2 separate regions of the Danio rerio genome follow, and region 2 is linked to region 1. A link is a contact called in public Hi-C data. All regions are on one chromosome and are shown on one strand. Each heading gives the region's core, a stretch centred on a gene start, on an enhancer-like site or on the middle of the called end of the contact. The rest is flanking DNA. Distances are from core to core; before and after follow the strand shown.

Region 1 (5,054 bases), core at 2,201-4,700:
AAGATGATTAAACTACTATATTTTGATAAGTTCAACTACATTGCCATTTTTCATTGGTTCCTAAAACTGCAATGCATCTGTTTGACATCCCCTGTCACATTACTTAACAAAATAAACAAAGTAAGCTGGAACTAGAAAGAGCATAAAGCAGTTTAGAGCATGTCAATTTTTCCTAGGGTCTGCAAAGGTTAAACTCAAGTGGCTGGTAACAACTCTATTATGTGCTGAGTCTCTGGTTGGCAAACAGAAGCGTTGCATGTAAAACTGTAGTGGAGGCCTGTCCCTAGAGACCCCTGTGCACAGCAGGTTAACCTGTCAGTGCTTTTTTAAGGCCTGATTGCTAAGCCCCCTGTAGCTTGAGGTAAACTGACAATTTTCCATCAGCAGGGAGGTTGGCTTTATTAGTGATAGGGTAAAAAAAAAGTAAATTCAAGCGCAAAGGGTATTGTTCCTTCCAATGGAGGATTAACATATGAGAGGTTCAATCAATTAGCTTGACGCTAAGAAACACATGAGCCTAGCTAATGAAGAGACATCCTGAAAACTGAATGTGCTGAGTTTGAAAAGATGGTAAACAAGTGTGCAACTGATGATTAGTTTCACTAAAAGGTTCATTCAAGGATCATGAAATCAACTGAATGGTTCAGAAATAATCACAGAGTATGGCTAGCCAATAGTCAAGCTTGTTTTTATAAAATTATGACAGCAAATATGGGGTTTATAAAACTGTTTGCGCATATTTAGAATTTATTTGGAGGTTTCTGGACTTGTATGATTTATGCTATGTCTGGTAATGATACAATATGTTCTTTCTCCAGGAAAAAAGTCCCTGAGAACAGTCAAGCTCTGTAAACTGCTCGGTAAGTACAACAAGTGTTTTTTGATTAATAATTTAGAGAACTGAAAGATAACAAACATGTCAAATGTATTTTCAATGGGTATTATTGATATTTGTAGAAATCATTGACAAGTGTAGTACAGTTAATATACCTGGGTTTATTGTTACTAATATTTACCCAAGGTGAACAAGAATAGTGAAAACAAGGGCTCTATAAAATCATTAAATCATCAAATCAAATCATTAAATGTTAGAAATATAAAACCATAAGATGCACACTCTCTTCTAGTAAAATGCACAAGTAATGACAGTGCACTTACCAAGTCATGAAGGGTATATTTATAAGAAAACAGTTTGCATATAAGATTTAAAGTTAGTCAAGCTCTAAAGTAAACAGAGATTCACTCTTAAATTGATAGTTCAGCAAAAATTCTAATTGTTTTCTCAACCTCAGACTTTTCAAGAGCATTTCTGTTTTTGCCAATACCAATGTTGAGTTTCTTTCTCTTTTTTTGAGATTGGAATGACCCAAGGGTGAGCAAACGATGATACAATCAGTTACAATAAATTTTCATGTGAACCATCTGACTAAAGGCTGATTTATACTTCTGTGTCAAGTGCACGCAGTTGCATACTTCTTGCCGTGGCTGACGCTGATGCGCACCTATCAAAAAATGTAACTATACGTCGCAACGACGCATAGTGCAAGCTCTGTGATAGGTTGGCTTGTTAGTGGTGATGGGCATGAGTGGCGCTGAGAGCTGCGAGGCCGATGGAGCGATTGTTTACAAGTGTCGAGTCATGTGAATGAGCTCCAGACGGAAACTTTTATTTCGTGCTTACCTTATGATAAAACCTGTTGCACATTCACCGGTTCATGTCTCTGAATTAGCGAGTTTGAGCTACTTGTAGCAATCAGAAAAATCAAAACACCCATGAAGAAACTCAACACAGAGGAACATAAAAACCTGGTTTGAACCTTTAATGTCACTATTTTGCACACAGACAAGTGTTGGCTAATTGCAAATAATGTATTGTTGATGAAGCGCAGAGCAATGAATAATTCAAACGACATATATACACACATATCCATAAGTCATTAAGGAAGATGCTGACCCTAATAAGAAGACGTTGACATGGGAGACTCGGGGTAGTTTCCTGACAGCATGGGAGCCATTTAATCTAGCCCTTGATTAACTCATCGTCTGTCCACTTGTCCTACAGACATGTGCTAACATGTCATAATCGTCATAATTCTCATCAGCCTCTACTCGCTCCCCAGCTTCCTGATTAGGGCCCTTTTCCCAGAAGGCCTCTGGTTAAAGCTTAATAATTCCCCTTAGCCTCACCCCAGTGTACTGTAGGCCCTTCAATTAAATACAGAATAACTAACGCACGCGTACTGACTCAGGATGGACCCTACCTCCAGCTATACTCCATGCTGACAGGCTGCACTGTTCTTCGGTTTGCAGCAATTAGTCCCCTCTTATCAAACCCCTGGCACAGAGTGTGCTCTCCAAATGTGCTTGCTTGTTTTATTTTGTGAAGTGCCACCACAGTGCTTTGTGGACAGGGAGGAGGGACTTGTGTGGTGCAGAATTCAGCATTAGGAACACAGCTTGTTGCTCGCTGCACCTTCAAATAGCTTTCCTCCCCTTTGTTTTATGTGCTTTTTTGGTACGACAGGACAATATCTGTCAGGAGTGCCACTCTTTTAATGCAATTCCCTCTTTTCAGCATCATTGTGAACAGCTGTCAACAGTGTTTCCCATTTATTTGTCGAGTGCTAGAAGGATGGGGGCCTAGCAGAATCCCCCAGTTCTTCCGCAAGCCCACCGGGGATCGTCTTCGCTCAGACTTCCCACGCGAGCTATGCGCGAGGTGGGAAGTAAATGCACTCGTTTCCCTTCCAGCTAGGCGCTGTTTACTTTTCAACACCTCCTTTGAGGGCCGCATCCCAGAGACCAGACAGCCAAGAGACTGGAGGGATGTCACTACACAACACCAATTTGTGGAGTAGTGCGTTTGGCTCTCCATGTTTATGAAGCCATCTTCTGCCACACGAGCACCTGTGTGATGATGAGATGTGCCGCCTCAAATAAGAATACCTCTGTCAGGATGAGCGAGCCCATCGCGTCCTTTTCAACATAAATATGACTGTCAGGAGTTTGGGGATACGTGGTGTTTCTCATTGTTTTTGCCACTTGTGATTTGTCAAGAAATCAATATACTCATTATCACTGCAGCTGCCTGAGAGTAGTGAAAGAATGTATGTCAGGAGACGGAGATTCGTGTGTCTGACATGTAGAAAATGGGAGAATTAAGATGACACCTGTGTATATGTTGAGGAATAATATCACATGAGTGTGTAATGAAGCTTCTGTGTATCTTGTGGAAGTTACAGGGACATTTTTCAAGTATTAGATTACTATAGTTTTTTTGGGAATAAATTCATTATGCATTTATGATAACACATTAATCAATTAATTGATTCCTATATTAAGTCCGTTTTTTATCGTGGAACACAGCGGAATTCTGGCATATATTTTACATAGCGGATGCACTTCCAGTCACAACACATTCACACACTCATACACTGGCCTATTTTGTTTACTCAATTCACCTTTAGCACAAGACTTTGGACTGTGAGGGAAACTGGAGCACCCACACAAACACAGGGAAAACATGCAAATTACACACAGAAATGCCAACTGACCCAGCCAGTAATCAAACCAGCGACATTCTTGCTGTGAGGTGACAGTGCTCACCACTGAGTCACTGTGCCACATATATTGATCAATATTCAATTTAATGTATACATGTTATTATATTATAAAATATACTTTTGATACATTTAAAAATTTACTTTTAAATTATTGTTACTTTTTATTTTTAATAATAAATTGTTAGTACTATATACTACTATGATAAATAATTATATCATTTACATTTCAGTTGTTTTTCATAAGACAGTTATGAAGCAAATTAAAGTAAGAACAATGGCTGTAAATCATGGTTCTGAAAGGACATTGGCCAGACTAGATCCCATTTCTCCAAGAAAGTATCTCTTTTTTTCTAGCAATTCCAGTTTTATGGATTTGCAGCAAAACTTCAAAACATAAATTCACATAAAATGTATGTTAACATTATATTGAAACTTTTGTTTATATTTTCCAGAACAACTAACCACTGAGTTATGGGAACAGAAAAATATCAATCTGTAAACATTTTTTTTATAATTAAAATGATAAAAAATAAACATGCGTTATGGATGGGACCAATAAACAGTCTGCGAGTTTACAACATACAACATGCTTTGTAGAAATTCTGTGAATTAAACTGCACAACCCCCCAAAAAATTGCTAATCAACAGAACAAGAGTTGTCTCACTATAAAACATAAATGATTGATTTCATTTTATTTAAAATGTTGATATTTATGAGGAAAAAGCTTCACCTCTGCATTATGGATGTGACAGATGTGAAATTGCCACTCGTTTTCAAAATTATTTAAAAACCTTGACAGACATTTTTGAATATTTCTAAAGTACTGTGAAAAACTTGCTTGCACAAATAACCTAAAAACGGTTTCAGTATTTTAGTGAAAACTGCATGAAATATCTCTAATACGTTTTTAAGAAATGTAGTACTTTGTCACTTCCTAGATTTTTTGGAGTCATGCTGACAATTATATATAGAAAGTTGCTTGGGACGTCATTTCTGTACTTTTTAAAAGGTAAATTTGATACATGAAGGATTGTCTTCTGGGTTTTTTTGTTTTAAAATTGAGGAAATTTTGTTGGCTGTTAAACTTGATACTCTTTCTGGTGTGCAGAACCGTCATTTACTTTTTTTTACAAATAACAAGTCTAAGCACATTGACTTTATTTGTGCTGAAGTGGCAAGGGAATCATTACGTTCAGAGCTGTCACAACGATACATTTTTGCACACATAAATTAAAATCTGCTCCATTCATTCAAATCAGCATCACTTTGGGCATTAGCTTATGTTAGCGTGCATTGTTGTTCTAGGCATTGACATGTGTCAGGTGCTACCTGACTAGCTGCTGATGAGCTCACTGACCATGATCGTCAAGACTGTCAGGGGACCCTGGACCACCAGCATGGAAACTTGACGTTCAAAGTCAATCAAATTAGCTTCTTCCAGCCCACTAGCCTGAGCAATGAACAACCTGCTCAAAACCAATAGCTTGGAG
Region 2 (5,052 bases), core at 502-3,001, 190 kb before region 1:
TAAATATAAATAAATATCTAAACATCTGCTGTTCAAACATTAAATAAGCTTTAGGATTTATCATAATATCCAGGTAAATTTTCTAAATGGTAGTAACAATGTAGTAACACTAGGAGAGTGATGCTCAGTCAAATGCAGCTGAACTTAACCATAAATATACTGTTTTGGTTTATTTCCTTAAAAAAACCAGCAGAAACAACTCTGGCAACTACAGCGCGCTGAAATCTTCCTCCATATGTTCAGAAAATTTTAAACAAAAACTTACAAAAATAAATTTACTTTCTAATATCAAGACAAAGACTTCTGAAAGGTAGTAATAAAAATGAACCTTAAAAGAATGCTAAACCAGTTTATTATTAAAGATTCCTCCATCTCTTTGTGTACATGTAAAAGCACTTCATTCAATTCACTCACACCTAAATGAGACACCCAGACTTATCATGATTAGGCATGAGCAGGTATAAGTTTCAGACAGCGTAATAACCTTGGATAAAAAATATTTTAAAAATATCAAAAATAATGATCAAAAAAGCAATGTGCATTATTATAACTCATACATCTACAGCTATGAAAAAAAATTAAGACATCACCTTTAAATTCTTATGTTCTGGATGTTCATTCATTTATTCATTTTCGGTTTAGTCCCTATTTTTCAACCCATCACTGGGAATCACACACTCATTCACACACAATACTGTAGTGTACACTATATGGACAATTTAGCTCACCCAATTCACCTGTACCATATGTTTTTAGACTTGTTAGGAAAATCAAAGTAACCTGAGGAAACCCATGTGAACACAGGGAGAACATGCAAACTCCACACAGAAATAACTCAATCGGGGCTCAAACCAACAACCTTCTTGCTGTGAGGCAATTGTGCTAACCACTGAGCCACCTTGACGCCCTTAAGATATCTACAGCTATAGAAAAAAATAAGACACCACCTTAATATTTTTGGTTTTGGATGTATTAGTTTAAAATGTTTTATTCTGTTAAGGGAGCATCATTTTTCATACCCAATTTCATTTGTAATTTAGAGAAAAATAATTGGTTAGAATAACAAAACCAAAATATCAGGCTAATTCCACCAAATATGGAGTTCTTAACTCTTCTTATCTCATATTACTATTGTTTTGTCTAAAAATGTATATATTTTATAGAAGTCTAAATCTAAGGCACCATAATTTTCCTCAGTTGAAAGAAAATAACAAAAACAAAATCAATGTCTCTCATGTACTTCAGCATGTGCACACAGTAAAGGAAAATGATGTTTTATCTTTAGTGATACTAGTTGATCATACAAAACCTCCCCAAAGACTTTGTTCTTTAGCAAAGCCTGACTTTTAATGAAGAGTGGTAGACCACTGTTTAGAGACGAGCGATGACAACTGATGGTGCCTGGGATCAAACACCTGATCAAAACATGACATCGAACGTCAGATCCAACAGAGCCGATCACGTGTGTTTAGAACAATGTACAGAACTTCCAATTGATCAGCCATTCTGATGAGATGAAATGTTCTCATCAAAGCTGGAACACCTAATGGGGAAATCACAGTCCCGGTACAAACAGCAGCATTATCTCCAGGGCATCCGCACGCATTTTTTTGTCCACAACTGAGAGCCAGCATCTCAGCCAAGTGTGCGGGTTCGTGTGGGGGTCTGACCCGCACTACCACCCACCCGAGTGTCACGTTTGACGCCTGTGGTAGGATCCATCATGTGGTTGGCAGGCTGGCTGATAAACAGGCCTGTCCCATGGGAACACGCTTGTATGTGTGTGCAGGCTCTCCAACAGCTGAAGAGTGGTGGAGCTTGCAGATGTGAATCTGGAAGCGACAGAAGGTATCGGCGTACACATGTTTGTTTTTCCACCTCTCCTGGAGGAAAAAGGAGGCCCTTGATCTAGCGCTGAGCAAAACAGTTAGCTTTTGTTTCAAGAGATGAAAACCAGTGTCGCTGCGAGGAGGGGCCAGAAAATGAAAGAAAGACAAAAAGGTGGGGGTCGCTTGAAGTCCGGAAACTGGACGAAGAGTCTGGGTGGTCACTTGCAGACGGCCGTGACCCTTGACCTGGTGCGCACATGATCAAGAGAGTCTCTCTAAAACACCATCACACAAACTGAAGATATCACAAAAGACAGCGGATCACATGTAGCGAAGGGTCTCTCACCTTGTTCATTGATTTCTGGCTTTATCCCTAGTTTCTGTTTGTGTCCACTAGACTAAGTGACTTCTGAGAGTAAGACTGAAATAAATATATAAGCCTTCCAGGGTGTACAGGAGACCCCTGCTGACCATGCAGCACAGGTGGTCTGCTAGCAGCGGAATGATTGAATTATAAAATGGTTTTGATTTCCATATTTAGAATGGCCTGAACATACATAAAAGCCTATAAAATGTACATTAGTGAAGATTTCTCTATGCTACACGAACTGCGTTTGGACTATATCACAGATGCCAGAATGAAATGAACTGACAACATTAAAACCTTTATTTATTAATCAATATTAATGTAACTTTATAATTCAAATGAACATGACTTCATCATTAAAAAATTATAATATAACATTGGTTTGTTCTCTCTGCCTTTCTCTCTTTATGCATAAGTTATCAGTATAACCATTGATATAAATGTTACACAAAAATGGTTTGTAATGACCTCAGTTTTGAAATGCTTGTTTGGTGCATTTTTGCTGCAGCAGGGGGAAAAACGAAAAAAAAAAAAACAAAACATAGAATTACTTTTTCTTTTTTCTTTTTTTTTTTTAATTCTTAAACAGGTTTGCATTTTGTAGCTCTGTTTTTAATTAAATTCAATTATAATTGCTATTTTCTTGTTTAACTTAATCAAAAACCTCTCCAAGCTATTGTTGTAAAACTAAATAAAGCAAGTCATTGAACATCACTGTAATATTAAAGGCTACAATTAGCAACAGAGCCCAAACTATTTAATTAAACTGAAATTTAAGATATAGTTCTTGACTACTATTTATTAAAACATGTAAACTACACCTATTATACAATTATGTTTCTATTCAAATGCTCTGTTAACCTCCTAGGGCTTAGTGTCCACATATGTGGACAGCACATTCATCTCTTAAAGTGGCTATTTAAAATACTTTGAATGTTTTATATGTTGTTACAGACATACAGTGTCATCCTGCAACTGTTTTGCAGCATATGAAATGTCCCAAACACTATTTTGAACTGTCCAAGATGGGGAAAAAAGTTTTGCTCTCTGATAGTCAAAACATGTTGAAAAAAATTTATGTTAATTATGCATTAAAAACAATCAGCAAAAAGTGTTTTATGTAAATTCAAACCACGAGTCCACATATATGGACATCATTTTTCTCTAAAAGGTCATCATATCAAAAGATGAATTAGGGTATCTCTAACAGGTAAACATTATATTAAATATCTAGCCTAATATAGCACTAATATGTCATTTAGAGTAATACTCTTCTCTCATTTGTTAAGCAAATAAATGCAGCTTTGTGTGACACTGTTGGAAAGCTGTTTTACTGATGCTTTTGGCAGATGAAATATACATTGTGTGATTGCATACAGTTATCATGGAAAACATCAAATTTATTTCGTCCTTTAATTAGTAGAAGAAAGAAAGAGAAGCAATTATTACACTCACACAGTATATAAAAATTACTTCTCATTTGCAGGGCTTCACTCATCGATCATTGTAAAGCTACTATGCTAACTGTGCTATTCATATATACACTATATCTGTTATGATATAAAGTCATTTATTCAACATTATGTTTAATATTTCTTCTTTGAATTACAATGAAGAATCAGCAATGCTTTGACTCATTTACCACAATAGCAATTAGCTGATAATTTCACTTCATAATACTTGATTGACTCACTCTGCTGACCTCACAGAATTAGACACAAGTTAAAGATACTGTATGTTGGAACTTTCTCAAACTGTCTAATAATTTAGCAGTGAATCATAAATACTGATTACATAAACCACATCACCCAGTCACCATTTTAACACGGGGAGAACATGGAAACTCCACACAGAAACATCAACTGACCCAGTCGAGGCTCGAACCAGCGACCTTCTTGCTGTGAGGCAACAGCACTACCTACTGTGCCACCGCGTCACCTGATAAAACAAAAATGTTAATTTATTTTATCGATATCCAGAAGTTATGATGAATTGGGGAACATCATTTAACAAATTAAATAACAACAAATATGAATAATTAGCAAACACTGTAGCATTGTAAGCACTAAATCTAAACGTTTCATATTAGTGAAAGTGCTTATGCTCACAATGGCTGCATTTATTTATTCAAAAATGCATTAATATTAATATTGTTGAGAACAAAACTGTTTGCATTTAAATAAATTTTATGATGTCCTTTACGGTAAATATAAATTTTCAGCATCATTGTGAAAAAAAAATATGCCAAAAACTCAAGACAACAATTTATTATGTTGCTTTAACTTATTTTAATACGTTAATTTGGTATCAATTAAATGTACTTTATATTATACAAAGTTTAACTTATTATTTTAGTCAGTTTGATTAAGTTAAGATTACTAGAAAAGTTAATTTGATACAACTAATAAAAAGCAAGCAAGAATTATTTACAATGTACGAATGTCTCTGTCAGGAGATTCTGAATGCAATCTATGACTACACTCTAAAAATGCTGGACTTCACATTAGGACTGGGCGAATTGGCCTAAAATAGAAATCACGATTATTTGAACATTTCAACTTGATTACGATTAATGATTGCTTATTTTATATATTTATTTAATTTTTTTGCCCTCATAGTCCACTGACAGGTTTTGTACAGTAAATATGTTCACATATTACAAGTGAGAAATTTCTGAATGAAGGGTGCATTACTTGATTTTAAAATAATTAAAGGAAACACACACTATCTATCTACTATCTATGATTATTTATTGAACATCAGCATTGAACAACTGAAATTAAAACATACATTGCCTGAAACCAACAGTCACTTTTTTCTTATAAAAAATGAAAATAAATAACTTGCAGGTGTAGT

The links. A called contact is a pair of places that touch in the nucleus more often than the background predicts.
Region 2: a Hi-C map of embryo shows a contact between it and region 1, with 2.1 times the contacts expected there. The contact joins two enhancer-like sites. A contact is called at or near these places in 2 of 18 Hi-C or Micro-C datasets (caudal fin and embryo) and 2 of 4 datasets of contacts at active chromatin or transcription factors (embryo and gastrula embryo).

What each region holds. Positions count from the first base shown.
Region 1 is chr9:32,972,722-32,977,775 of GRCz12tu, reverse strand. LOC137496480 (a long non-coding RNA gene) reads left to right here. Exons shown (of 5, transcript XR_012385491.1): 4 at 819-860. Among named protein-coding and RNA genes, the nearest start is that of zic2a, 14 kb to the right of the region's middle. Within about 2 kb of position 3,450, at least 3 of the 62 cell types and tissues checked have an H3K27ac peak or open chromatin away from gene starts, as enhancers often do.
Region 2 is chr9:33,156,085-33,161,136 of GRCz12tu, reverse strand. The region is part of intron 3 of si:ch211-168k14.2; the gene reads right to left. Among named protein-coding and RNA genes, the nearest start is that of tmtc4, 46 kb to the left of the region's middle. Within about 2 kb of position 1,751, at least 4 of the 62 cell types and tissues checked have an H3K27ac peak or open chromatin away from gene starts, as enhancers often do.